Regions from separate parts of the Mus musculus genome. Here region 2 is linked to region 1. Evidence: chromatin contacts called from public promoter capture Hi-C data. All regions are on one chromosome and are shown on one strand. Each heading gives the region's core, a stretch centred on a gene start, on an enhancer-like site or on the middle of the called end of the contact. The rest is flanking DNA. Distances are from core to core; before and after follow the strand shown. Region 1 holds the start of Topaz1 (testis and ovary specific PAZ domain containing 1). Region 2 holds the start of Cdcp1 (CUB domain containing protein 1).

The links. Promoter capture Hi-C pulls out the DNA fragments that hold promoters and counts their contacts.
Region 2: a promoter capture Hi-C map of embryonic stem cells shows a contact between it and region 1, with 2.2 times the contacts expected there. The contact joins the promoter of Cdcp1 here to the promoter of Topaz1 in region 1. A contact is called at or near these places in 5 of 39 promoter capture datasets (the C10 cell line, the HPC-7 cell line, embryonic stem cells and 1 more), 1 of 115 datasets of contacts at active chromatin or transcription factors (embryonic stem cells) and 1 of 9 other capture datasets (liver).

The regions. Positions count from the first base shown.
Region 1 is chr9:122,745,692-122,752,517 of GRCm38.p6, reverse strand. Topaz1 (testis and ovary specific PAZ domain containing 1) reads right to left here and starts at 5,319. Exons shown (of 20, transcript NM_001199736.2): 1 at 4,956-5,319; 2 at 1,844-4,274. The coding sequence starts at 5,172.
Region 2 is chr9:123,213,067-123,219,992 of GRCm38.p6, reverse strand. Cdcp1 (CUB domain containing protein 1) reads left to right here and starts at 3,955. Exons shown (of 9, transcript NM_133974.3): 1 at 3,955-4,165. The coding sequence starts at 4,084.

The sequences.
Region 1 (6,826 bases), core at 4,070-6,569:
TCATTTCAAAGGCTTGTGTGGCCAAAGATTGGGCCCCAGGTGGATCTAATCATTGAGAAGTAACTAGGTGATGAGGGGTTGACCTGACCAATGGGTTAATCCACTGATGGGCTCAATGTTATTGGGAGGTGCTAGAAAGTTTGGAAGAGGATCTTGGCTGGAGGAGATAAGTCATCAGGTATGTGCCCTTGGGGTCTATACCTTTTGTGTGTGCGCACATGTGAGAATTCCACAGGTCAGTGCTGGTGTTTTCTTCAATGTCTTCTTAAGCTCTCTACCTTATTTTCTGATGTAAGGTCTCTTACTGAACCTGGAGCTCACCAATTCACCAGCTAGATTGGCTGCCCAGTGAACTCCATAGGTTACCCTGTCTCTGCACATTCAGTGTGTGCATGATAGACATGTACCTTGGCACTTTTTTTCTGCTTTGTTTTGTTTTAATGTGGCTGCAAGTGATTCAAAATCAGGTCCTCATGCTTATATGATAAGCACTTTACCCATTGAGCCATCTTCTCAGTTCCCTTGAGGTTGGTGTCATGTCCTGAACTACTCTCTCTGCTTCCTGGCTATCAAAAGGTAGGCTATGTTCTCTTCAGGCTTAAAACTACAAATTGAAATCTCTGAAACTTTTTTTTTTAAACTGTTTCTCTCAGGCATTTGTCACAACAGTGAGAATGTCAACACAGGTCCTTGCTTCTTATCTATGCTATGCTAAAATACTTCCCATTCCCATAAAATACTGTTCTCTGACTCAGGCCTCACAGTTCTGATGGAAATTCTTTTTCTTTTCACGGATAATATTAAATTTGTGTACAAAATTTCACAGCCCTTCATTGGTAAAATAAATTATGAAACGTAAGACAAGCTATAAAGGTAAAGATCTTAAACATTAGTTTTAGAATTTAGATAAGACTGGGCTTATGTCCAGTCTCCTTTTCTAGCAGTGTGACCTTGGGCAAATGACAGTTTATTATCATTATTCTCGTCTCTAAAATGGGTATATTTTAGAGTCAACTCTTTATATAGTAAAGTAGTGAACATTCAATTTGCTGAGAAGTTGCAAGTTCCCAAAGCACTAAGAATATTGGAAGAGTACAGTATCCAAAATGCAGTTATAAATACTAGAGATTTAAGCTATGTGTCACTGAATCTTTGACAAAAGTGTGGTCATGTTTACTTTTTCATCTATTCATGAAACATTCCAGTGTTTAAACAAAGCATGCAAATACAAACCAGAGCTTAAAGAATTATATAAATGTAGTCAAATGTGTTATTACACAGATCTGTACCAACCAGAACAGGTTGCTCCTGAGCACAAAGGTCATTACTAGTCACAACAAAGTTGCTTCAAGGAAATGAGTGCTATCAGGACAGTGATGATTTAATGTGATTTATTATCTTAGAAATCAAGTGGAAACACACTATTGTCTTCTGATAATTAATTTAACTTTTGAATCTACTTGCAAGTCTTATTTCAAATAAATTTCAGGGCTTCTCTGTTCCCTGAAAGACGATTAAAAAAAAAAAAAAAACTAACAAGAAATCCACAGAAAATGGGCTAATTCATCAGTAAAACTGACTAAAATGAGCTCATATACATATTTCTAATGAAAATAAACTCAACTGATGAAGAAGTCACTTTATAAATTACTTTGATTTTAAAAGCTAATCTGCTTTATATGTTTCAAGAAATATCTATTTTTAACTTTAGCATAACACTTCTAGGAATTAGCAGTAATTTGCTGTATTTAATAAATAACTATTAAAAATGGTGTGTCAACACCAAAGAGTGCTGTAAAACCCAACAATCATCTGAACCAAAGGCATTCTTGAACATGCATACCTCAAATCGCCTGGTTCTTTTTTCCCTGGAAGGTGCATGTGCTTAAAATCTGCTGTTGGTTGGTCTTCAGATACTCTGGGCTCCTGGCTTATCTTGGAGACTTCTGAAGCAAAGGAAAGATCCCCCTCACTGGAGATTCCAAAGAGCTCTGGATCATCTTGAATTACATCAATCAAGAGGACATCATCTTCATATGCTTTAAGAATATCTGGAAACCCCAATTTGAGTTCTGAAATGCTTTTAGTCATTTTTCTACCACTAATTTCAGAGGAAATTGGCACAAATGCTTCTTGTTTCTTAGAGCAGAAGGAACTTTGATCAATATATCCAAGATCACAAGAAAAGGTATTATTTTCAATTTTCATAGAAATAGACTCCTTATTTGAAATAATATTTCCTGGTTCAGAGATGTGATTACATGCTTTATTATCGTAACCTTTCTTGGTAAAGCTCGAAGAAGTACAGGAATTCTTATTGTAGAATGAATGAGAACTAGCTTGCCCTGGAGCTATACAACTATGTAAATTCAAAGACTGTGGTCCTGAAGTTGTACAGATATTTTCCTTATTCCTATTTTGTTTTGCCTCTACTCCAGATAAACTGTCAAGTAGCTCTAGGGGGCTATAAGCTTCTCTCTCAGATGACCTGGCACTTACTGCTCCTCTTTTTCCTGTCTTGTTCTTTAGTAAAGGGATTTTAAAATTAGTCAGCCGTCCCGTGTTTAATATTTTAACCAAGTCCGGTGCCACAAGTGTTTGCTTAGTAATACAAACTTTTCGATGAACAGTTTTATTTGCACAGTTATTTGTTTCCTGGCTCTCTTGGGATGCAACTGTTAAATTAAGTTTTGATAAATTCCCTTTCCTTTTCTTATTTCCTGTTAAGCTTTGAGTTATATTACTTAACTGGGTGTCTTCAGTTGCATTAGAAACTACCTCTGCCCCATTTCTGCTGGGTTCCTCTAACTTTGTCTTTTTATCATGGGACATAGCTTCCTTTATATCCATCACAGTAGATTCTACTGAAGAAACTGAAGACAAACAACTTAAATCAGAATCATACATTTCTTTTCTTGAGGACTCAGTAGTTCTTTCTGTTAAGGATGGTTGTAACAGTTTAGAGTCAGGTAAGTGAGTCTGGTTCATTTGGTGTATTATAGAATCATGTTGCCTAACATTTTCCAGTGGCCCCAGAAGTGAGTAATTTAAATCTGACAAGGAAGTCTTTTTCCAACACTGGGCAGATATTCTAGCACAAGAATAAAAAGGCCAAACTCTTTTACCAGTCATTGGTATTGTTCTGCAACAGCTAACCTTTGACTCTTCAGTTTCACTTCTCAGATCTCCCCGTGGAGATCTCTTTTCCATATGATGGCCGTCACTAGGTGATTTCACTGTAGAGCTTATCATCGATTTATTATATTTTTCTGGCTCTATACGTTTGCATCCTAAGGACTCTGAAGTATTTTTTATATCCTCTTTCAAACTTGATTCGAGGGTTTTCTGAAGCATAGCATTTATGTGATGCCTAGAACTTGTTTTCCCCACTGTTTTGGGGAGACACAAATGGTCCACCGGAGGGAGTGTATTATGGTTTATTTTTCTTAAAGCTTTTAGAAAACTTTTTTTAGGTTCTAAGGTCTCTGCTTCTTTCCCTTCCATACCCATTTGGTTTTCTTGTAACACCAACACAGAATTGTTACATACATTAGACAAAGTAAGATTAATATTTTTTTCTTCTTTTCCAGACTTCATTTTTTTCCTGTGTTTTCTCCCAGTGTTGTTCTCCTCTACTGAATATTTGTTTTTTTCACTTTGAAGGCAAGAAGTCAAGCCATTGTTTTTATTTTGGTATAAATGACTTTCTTCAAGCAGTAACTTACTGGCTATTACACTTTTTTCAGTTTTTAAAAGCTTAGTAGTAGTTCTTGTGTCATCTTTCTCTGCAAGATTCCTAAGGTTTTCTTTCTTTAACTTCAAAGAGTTCTCTTCAGTGTGTAGACATACATCATGAGGTTTATCCTCAAAGTTGTTTTCATTATTACAACCTTCAGAATGGAGAAAACTGTAATCATGCAATTCAAAGCTGCAATTTTTTTCTACTCCAGGTGATAAGCTGTTACAAGAATGTTTTGGGGTATTCTTGAACAGTTCATCTTGGAATTCAACTTTAATATTTTGTGTTGCCTCATTTTTAGTTATTTCAAGAGGTGGATTTTCTAAACTTTTACATTTTTTAATTCGCATTCTTCTTTTAATACCTTCTCCCAATTCTTCCTTATCCAAAGACTGTAAGAAAGCCATATTTTGAAATTCACTGCACTCCACTGTTTGCAAAGACTCCGAACTGGTTATTGATGTCTTTCTTACCAGGTCAGTCCCTGGCTGTGGATCATCACTTGGGGCCTCAGTAATTTTTCCATTCTCTTTGGCTGATCAAAACAAGAAAACACACCAGAAGACATTTTTACACTGGGCAGAAAGAAGCAATATCAGTTAACAGAAAAATCTGTGAAGCCATCCATTTGTATTTTCCTGATGAGCTATTTAGACATACAAACTGATTTTCATATTAAGTATTAAAAATTTTTAAACAGGGTCCATTGCATAACACAGGCTGACCTCGAACTTGAGATTCTCCTGCTTCAGCCTCCCACCTGGTAGATTATGGGTGTGAATCGCCTTGGCCAGCTTTAAGATCTAATTAAGAACTAGAAATAAACCTCTATAAATTCTAAAACAGCAGAAAAACCTTTATAGATAGCATCATTTACTCTAGTTAAAACAAACCACTAGTATTATTAATTCCCTCGACAGTAATTATAATGATTGAGCTCCTAAATGGGCATACACTTATTTAATTTTTTTAATCCTTCCCATCTCACCTCTCCTCACCAAGTGCACTGGTAAATACCACACAAATACAACTAAAGGTTAGTAGTAGAGCAAAGACAGAGGCAGCTGAGGAAAAAAAGGCTTCGGGGTCGGGGTGACCACCAGCTTCCTTACTGCGTCTTCTGGGATGAGAGAGGGTTCTGCCTCCTTCACTGCTCTAGGCCCCCTGTTCACCGACCCTCCTCTGCTTGCTACCTTCCAGGACGCGGATGTCTCACCCAACTTGTCACCTTCTGTCTCTTCTCTCCCAGAAGCCTGGGTCACCATCCTCTGCTTCTGCCTGCTCTCCTCCTCGCACCCCCTGGCCTCCAGGCTGCAGCCTCCCCCCTCGCCTGGCTCTGGCGTCAGCGGAAGGCCTCGCTTCCTCAGGCCTCGGGTGGTGCCTTTGCACCCTGGCTCCTTGGTCGGGTCTGGGGGCGTCGCTGGCGGCCGCATCCGCCCACAGCCGCCCACTCAGCCTCTCTGGGAAGCCTAGACGGCCTAGAGCCGCTGCTCCCCCTGCAGGACACAGGCTACTGCCCACCCTGGCCCGGCCTGGCCTCGCTTCCGACCCTGTACCCGACACTACAGGAAGCGGAAGTCGGTGGGCTGGGCTCGGCTGGGGGCAACTGGCTGAGGGCCACGTGGTCCGCCCGTCCACTTGCTCCCTCGAAGAGCCCTGGCTGCACCCGGAGGTGACAGGGTCTCACCCCGGCCAGAGCCTCACCGCACAGGTTTGTGGTGGTGCCTCCTTGGGTTCCTCACCCTTCTCCAGACCTGGACTTCTGGAGGTGCCTGTTTCAGCACTGTGACAATGGTTGTCTACAAGTGGCTTCTAACTGCCTCCAACACTCCTGCGAGTCCACTGTCGCTTACTTCTCAATATGGCTGTCACATTATCCAGATAGCTCAGAGATACCCCAGCTGCTGACATGCAAAATACCATTTATTTCTGTAAAAGGTTGCTTCTCCGGTGTTGGCGGACAGAGGTTTCTAGATGTTCTTCTGGATTCCTTGCATGTTGATTTATCAAATCTGCTTGGTTCTATTTTCAGCCTTCGTTACTTCTCCCCCTTTCCCGTTACTGCGGCTCTGGCCCTTAGACTTTGACCTACAACACCATGCTTCTAATTTTATTGATGTCTCCATCCTTGTGTTAGTCCAGTCAAGTTTGACCAGCTTGCCAGGCCATGCCTCTCCATTGAAAGAGGATCCTGGTATATGCCCCATCTTGACCCTTCACAAACCTCCTTTGCTTAAAGATTGGAATGGAGTTTATCCTCCTTGTGTGTTATTTTGGATCCTGTCTACTGTGTCCATTTGTGAATATTTAATCAGTACTGACCTTGTAAAAGGAAAGTGTTCTTTTGTGGAAAAGGTTGTGGGTCTGGTGGTCATTCAGAGATTCACCAGTCTGATTCAGGTTTTAGTTTTAGTAAGTTAGAGGATTTTTATTAAAAAGAGACTGGCCAGGACTAGAGTTCCCTAGGCAAGGCCCCAGTTATTGTTAATCTAAGGGTTATAAAGGCAAAAACCATAAACTAGTAGTTTTGGGAACTAAATCAACTCATATCCTATCTGGGTTCAGGCAAGGCTTGCTTTTCTAACAGGCATCTCAAAGGTGTCTCAGATAATCCAAACAAGCAAGCATTTGATACAAAACTGGGCCTTAGCAGTTTAGCCTGTTCAATCTTGTGACCCATTACCTTGTAGAATAGCTGAGAGAGTAAAGCATTTTGCAACAATCAGCATTTTTTTTTCTTTTAAGAAGAGCCCAACCGTACCAGGAAGTAGTCCATTTTCAGGTCAGCTCACAGGGTACATTTAAGGTAGGAGCAACTTCCTCATTGCTTATACAAGTTAAAAACAATTTGGTTTTACAAGCCTAGCACAGTAAATATTTCCTCTAAACAATGTTCACCATTACAGAACAATGTTACCATTACAGGTAACTTCTAATCATTGCTAATTTTGCTTTGTTGTTGTTTTGAGACGGCCCTGGAACTTACTGTGTAGCTTAGGTTGGCTTTGAACTTGGACGATTCTCCTGCCTGACTTCCGAGTGCTGGAACTGCAGGCCTGAGCCATCACTGGGAGCTAATGGGAGCTT
Region 2 (6,926 bases), core at 2,706-5,205, 470 kb before region 1:
CCAGGAAGAAGGCAGGAAACGGCTCCAGCAGCTAACTATAGGACTTCTCTGCAGCCTCCCCTATTTTAGCAGCAATAGCTAAAAACATCTTCTTAACCCGAGTTCCGGAATTGGAGCTGCCATTTCCTGAGTGGATTTTCTTTTCTTTTCTTCTTTTCTTTTCTCTTGAGGATTTCACAGTGTAAATCCTGTTATCAACCTCCCCCTAGCTAGATTGGGATTCTACTTTCTCTCTGCTCCCAAGGCTGGTTTACAGCCTGTTCATTCTCTTTCCAGCCTCTAGGATCAATTTTGCTGCTGTCTTTCTTCTCTGCCTGTCTAAACTTCTGTGCTTTTAAAATCTCTGTTCTTTTAACCTTTGAAGAAGAGTTCCAGAAGAAGTCAGACATACTCTGAAGACGTTTCAGAAGTGAGATTCGATAGTCTATCCTATTCTATGTCTCTATTTTCTTATTTGAGACAGTCTCACTATGTCACAGGCTGCCCTCAAACCTGTGATCCTCCTGCATCAGCCTCAGCATGAGCTAGCCACGCACAGGGTCTATTTTAAATTTTAAAAAATACACACGCGTTTATTTATTTTGTGTGGCATACATATGGAGGTCAGAGGACACCTGTTCCTGAGAAAGAAGAATCGGCTCTCTCTTTCCACCATGCTGGCCTGGGGATCAAACTCAGCATCAGAACCAGTGGCCTTTATTTACTGAGCCATCTTGTGAGACCCACAGGACCTATTTTAAAACTCACATCTCAGTTCGCCATTTCTCTCCTGCAGCAAGCAGGTCTAGCTGCCTAAATTTTCTTGACTTTTCCCATTCCTCCATGTGAAGACGACAGAGCATGCTCATAGCTGGCTGGTACTTTTTTCCAAGGATCAGAATGTCATCCCGGGAGATCTTGACTAGTGGTACAGTTTGGTCACCAAGCACGTGACTCCTTGCTTTCCTCCTCTCAGCTTTGCCGCCGTTGTCTGGACCATCATTAATCGTCACTTCTGGCAATGACTTGTTTTCAGAAAGTCGGTCTCAACCGTGAAGTCAGTTAAGCAAATTTTGGAGAAATGGATTGCAAGTAAAATAATTTTGTTCCTTAGGCTCAACTTGTCACGAAGCATCTCTCCCTCTTGTTACTTTCCCTGGGAAACAATGTGTGTGTTTGGTGATATGCAAGTCTGCCTGATGGCACAAACCACTTAAATCTCAATCAAATAAGAATGTTCTATTGAAAGCCACACCCCAAGACTGATCGATCAGGGCCACAGGTCAGCCTTAGGAGCTGACTGTGATGTTGATTCATGATCCTATTGGCTTTTTAAGTCTGAGATCTACAAACATCTATGCCAAATTATTCTGCCAATCATGAACTTAGGGATGGGGATTTCCTTAGGAACATGTCTTTGTTGTACATTTATCCTGCTCCCATTGGTTGAGGTATTCTACTATGATGGGGGTCTTGCCTTGTCTAACATTCATGTTTTAACTTGTCAACCAGGATGGGACTTATCTAACACTCATGTCTTAATTTGCCAACCAGGATGTCAGTTACCCACGTACATGTCTCTTTCTGCTAAATAGAGATGTCAGTTCCCAGGGAGAGGGAGGTCTTGGGAACTTAAACTTTACTCAACCCCTACTCAAAATGGAAGTCTTATTCCAAATAGTTTCTTATATTGGTGCAGGTGTCTCTCCTATGTTGGGGTCTATCCCAGGGGCAGCCTATAAAAGCAAATACCATGAAAGCTTATACACAGGTGCAGGAAGTGCTGCTGAGTGGTTGGTTCAGGTCCAAGCTTATTGTGGGTGACTACACAAAGCAGTTCTACTGACTTCTATCATCTTGGGTTCCAAGGGCACAGAACATAACAAAATATGTAGTCAACTTGGGCATGAGAAAGTTTCCTAGTAACAGCAGAAGCAACATATGAGAATTTTTCCTTATAATGTTAGTTAACAGCACAAAATGGCAGGCTAAGCAGGTAACAGTTACCTAGGCCTTAATATTCCATCTAGGCCTTAAAATTTTACCTAGGCCTTAACAATAGGGAAAAGATGTTTCATAGTTTGGTCACAGTAACCTTTATTTATTTATTTATTTATTTATTTATTTATTTATTTTGGTTTTTCGAGACAGGGCTTCTCTGTGTAGTATTGACTGTCCTGGCACTTGCTCTGTAGACCAGATTTACCTCAAACTCAGAGATCTGCCTGTTTCTGCCCCACAAGTGGTAGGACTAAAGGTGTGTGCCCACCATGCTCAGCCATAAGCATTTTTAAAAAGTTTAGCTTTTTCATCAAGATTTCTCTTTCTTGCTGGACATGGTAGTGTACACCTTTAAGCCTAGCATTTAGAAGGTAGACAAGCAAATCTCTGTTGAGTTGAGACCAGCCTGGTCTACAAAGTGAGTTCCCAGCCAGCTAGAGCTTCATTGAGAGACACTGACTCAAAACAAAACTGGAAAAAAAAAACCCTAATAATAAAAAGAATTCTTTCTATTAGTTCAGCAGCAATCCAAGAATTGCCAGTGAGGTAAGTGCACTTAGAGCCGGAAGTCTGAGACCCCATCTCCCCAACCTCCAGTTTATAGGCCCTTCTGTAGATGGAGCTGTGTTAAGGTCTTGCCTCAGGCTGCTCAGAACTGGAGAGTGTTTGCTTCTTTCTTCTTTGGAAACTGAGAAGAAAGGGATGAAGCTCTGGAGAAGTGACTTTTCATCTCCGTTGAGTATTAGCTCAGATTTTCCAGAAGCTAAAGAGAAATTGGGGCCACACTCTGACTGATACTGGGGCATGGGCTTCTGTTTCTGTCATAGATTCCTGGAAAGGTCTGAGTGACCTTGGCCATGGGCACAGTAAATGCATAGGGCCACTGAATCCTTTGGGCTGAAATCTGGCTTGCCATCCACGAGGTCCCAGACCATCTACCATCACTGCCTGTGATTCAGGACATGGGATGGCCTAGAGCAGTGGTTTTCAACCTGTGGGTTGCAACCTCTTTGGAGGTCAAATAACATTTGCACAGGGATTGCCTAAAACCATCAGAAAACAAAGATATGTACATTAAGATTCATAATATAAGCAAAATTATAGTTATGAAGTATCAATGAATAATTTCATGGTAGGGGGGTCATCACAACATGAGGAACTGTATTAAAGGGTTGCATTATTAGAAAGGTTGAGAACCTCTGGCCTAGAGGATAGAAGACTCCACAAGACCTCTTAAACCAGAACTAGGTAACCTAGCTATATCTGAGAAGAGATTGGCTGCAGGACAGACCAGCTTCTGATCAGAATCCTTCACGCTCACACCCACTGCCCAACTCAGTAGCACTGTGCCCACTCCCCTACTCACAACCCAGCTAAGGGCCTTGTGCACCTGCTTGGGTTTCTTCTCTTGAGCCTTTCCAGTCTCATGCACCCATTCAATCTACTCTTCCCACAATCAACGCAGGGTTTCTGAAGTGTCTCGTTCTAGCACCCTCGTCCAGCATCTGTGAAACCCTTACTTCAATAAAGAACAACCCAGCAACTTGGCAGAACCCACCCCGTGCCTTCACATCTGTCCTAACTTTGCCCTGCTTTGGCATCTTTGGGCTCGTTGCCCAAATAGGAAAGCTTATCTTGTCTGACACTGGGAAGAGCTGGTGAACTCTGGACACTGCAGGGGAGAAGCTGGAGCAGGCCTAGGCCCCTGTCCAGCAACAGAGAAAGCCAAAAGGTTGGGGATCAGTGACCAACAGGAACCTCAACCAGCACACCTGAACAGCGGAAGGAGAAGGAGCTGGCTGGCAACAAAGTCTTTTGGACTTTGAGAAAGGAACTGAAGCCCGGGAAGGCGGGGACAAATTTGCCTCAAGGCCACCGGGCAAGGGAGGGTAGTACCTGAGCTGAGGCAGGAAGAGGAGGAGGCCACAGAGGAAGCGTGGGTCACCCTCGCTCTTGCTGAGCGGGCGGGGCGGGGTCCTGCGCGCAGGTGAGCGGCGGGGCAGGGCGGGGCGCAGCTGCGTTTCGGTGCCTAGGCGCCACCGAGGCCACTCGCAGACACAGGCCACAGTCGTGCCCTAGGGAGACCGAGGCGCCCCCCGAGTCATGGCCCACTCGGCCTGCGGGTTCTCAGTCGCACTGCTGGGGGCCCTGCTGCTGGGCACAGCACGCCTGCTGCGCGGGACAGGTAAGAGCAACCTGTGGCCGGCCAGGGAGGTGCCTGGAGGTGGCGCGTGTTCAGGGGTTACACGATCCGGACCTGGTAGCACAGTCCTAGATGGTGGGGCGAGGTCCCCGGGACGACTCGCCCCAGCGCTCAGGCACGTGGGAGAGTCCTGGACCTGGGTGAGCTTCCCTGGCCTAGGAACAAATAAGCGCGCGGAACAAGCCTTAGGAGGACGTTCTCCAGGCAGCACATTGTGCCATGGGTACTTTGCTGAGACTCTTAGGGATACTCGATTGGGACGTGGGAGAGCTTTCTTCTTCGGGCCCACTCCACACCTGGGCCAGAGAAGTGAGTGCAAGAAGAGGGTGGTTTGACTTCCCGCTGAGGTACCATTTTAGCTGTCCGTGCGTGCGCGCCCGCTCATCCTGAGGCCTAAGGACAGCTTCAAGCGGACAGTCACCAGGCAGCAGCGGGCATCTAGCTGCAGAGACCCCACAGGTGCCCCACCTCTTCCCTGGTGGAAGGTTGGAGTGTAATTCCGTGGAGCCTGTGAATTTCGAGTAGTTTGGATTGGGAGTAGAGGCTGCTCTGATCTCGGAGATCGCTCCAGGAAAGAATAGGATTTGTGGGCCCTAGGAGTAGAATACCGCGAATAAAACTAGCTTTCTTCAAGTAAGAACTTGATGTGAGGCTCTTTCTCAGACTCGCACAGGTTTTTATGTTTTAAAAAATAGTACGGTCCAAGTCATAGTTGGGGTCTGTAATATCAACAACTAAGGGGGTGTTTGTTTGTGTTGGACAGGTAGATAAATTAGCATAAATTAAAGAATAAAATTAAAACGGTGTGGTTAGACTTGGGCGTAAGCCGCAGGAAAACTTCCTGGTTTCTTTTTCCAACATTAGGTGATATATAACTGCATAGTAAACAGGAAGACTTAAGACCTCCTTTTAAACTACACACACAGACACACTGTGGTATATATTTTGTTGTTGCTAGCTAGGGTTTGGTTTCTGTTTTTCTGGGTCTCCCGGTGTCTCCCAAGCTGGCCTTAAAACTACTGAGTTTCATGCTCCCACTCCATACTCCTGGAATTCATTACAGATGTGGGCCACCACTTTCTTAGGAGTGAGTTTTCAATCCATTTAAGGGACAAAGTATGTAGTCCCGGTTGTAGAGTGTCTGCCTAGCAAGTACAAAGCCCTGGGTTCAATTCCCAGCACTTTATAAACTGGGCATGGTGGCTCATACTTGTGATCCTAGCATTCTGGAGTGGAGGCAGGAGAGCTGGGAATTCAAGGTCAGTCTCAGCCTCATTGTGAGTTCTTTACAGGCCTGGGATATATGAAATTTTGTCTTAAAAACATTTTAAGAGCAGAAAAATAGGAAAGGAATGCATGTGTGCATGAGAGGAGTGGGGAGGGTGTACCAGCATTCTTGGAGGCAGGTGACACTCTAGGGAATGTTTTGAGGTGTTTCTGACTTTCTATGGCAATAGTCAAAAACTTCTTCAGTGGGAATATGGTCTAAGTCCAGTAATCGTTGAAGACAAGACCTGCAGTCTGCTCTGAACTGGCTGCTGTCTGTCTACTCCTCGGGAGAAGTAGAGTTTATTCTTAGACCAGTGGGAACATGGATTCTTGAAGTGGTTACATGAATTTTCATAGTCATAGAACAAAATAAAATTATAAATCAAGGCATTTACTACATATATTGGTGGGAACATTTAGTAGGTTGGTTACAGACAGGGTTGAAGTCCCTGGGCAAGGTCTCATATGCTAGCTGATGACATATATGATGGCTGTTGGGTTCATAGATGACATATATGATGGCTGTTGGGTTCATAGAAACTAATGATCACCTAAGTTAATATAATCAAAGAGTTTTTACCTGACACTAAGATGTTAGGTCAGATATAGAGGTGGGTGGAAAATGGCTTTAAGGAGACTAAAAGATTGTCCACGATAATTTTAACTCTCAATCTGCAACATTCCAACTTATCACAATTAGGACATTCACAACAGCCTGTCAGTCTGCAGGATTTGCAGCACAGATGTGGGTTTTCAAAGAACTTCACCTCACATATCACACATTTTACTCCCCCAGACACGGAGGTTGTCATTTAGTTCCCAGGAGTTCCACTCGAGTCCTGTCTTCCAGGAAGCTCTGAGCTAGCTGAGTTGTGCAAATAACAGGAATTTAACCAACTCACTTTCCTTTCTGTGACCTCAGCTGCAGGGCTCCATGAGGTCACGTAACAGGTCGCCTGAGGAGTGCCCTAGTTTTCCTGAACTCGGCTCCAAGGAACTGGTGAGGCCTCGGAGTTATTTGTACCAGAGCTGGGCCAGTTAGTGAGTTAACAGAGCAGGGATGATCGTGGTGTCGCTGGCTGTAGAGATGAAGAGCAAAGGAAAACGAGAGATTGGAAGAGGCATACTTGGTGTTCCCACCAGCTCCTCATGGCCAGGAGGGAGTGGATTAGAATGAAAACCTCCTAAAGCACCATGTTGATTGCTTTCAAGAGCCACTGGGTACCAGAGCCCATGTCTGGCTGCCATTGTTCTCCCAAAGCTATAAGGGACACAAATTCAAGTAAGGACCCTGGCTGTTGTCTGGAATGTGTTACTAGCAGGAGGTGGAATCCCACAGCCCTCTGCCACACCCCATAGATTTCCCTAGGGTGAGTCACAGGAGACAGTCAGGGCTTCATGTCACCCACAGGCTCTCTTCAGAGTTCACCTTTGCTCACAGATAATGTTTTGTTTCACGTTGGTTATAAATATT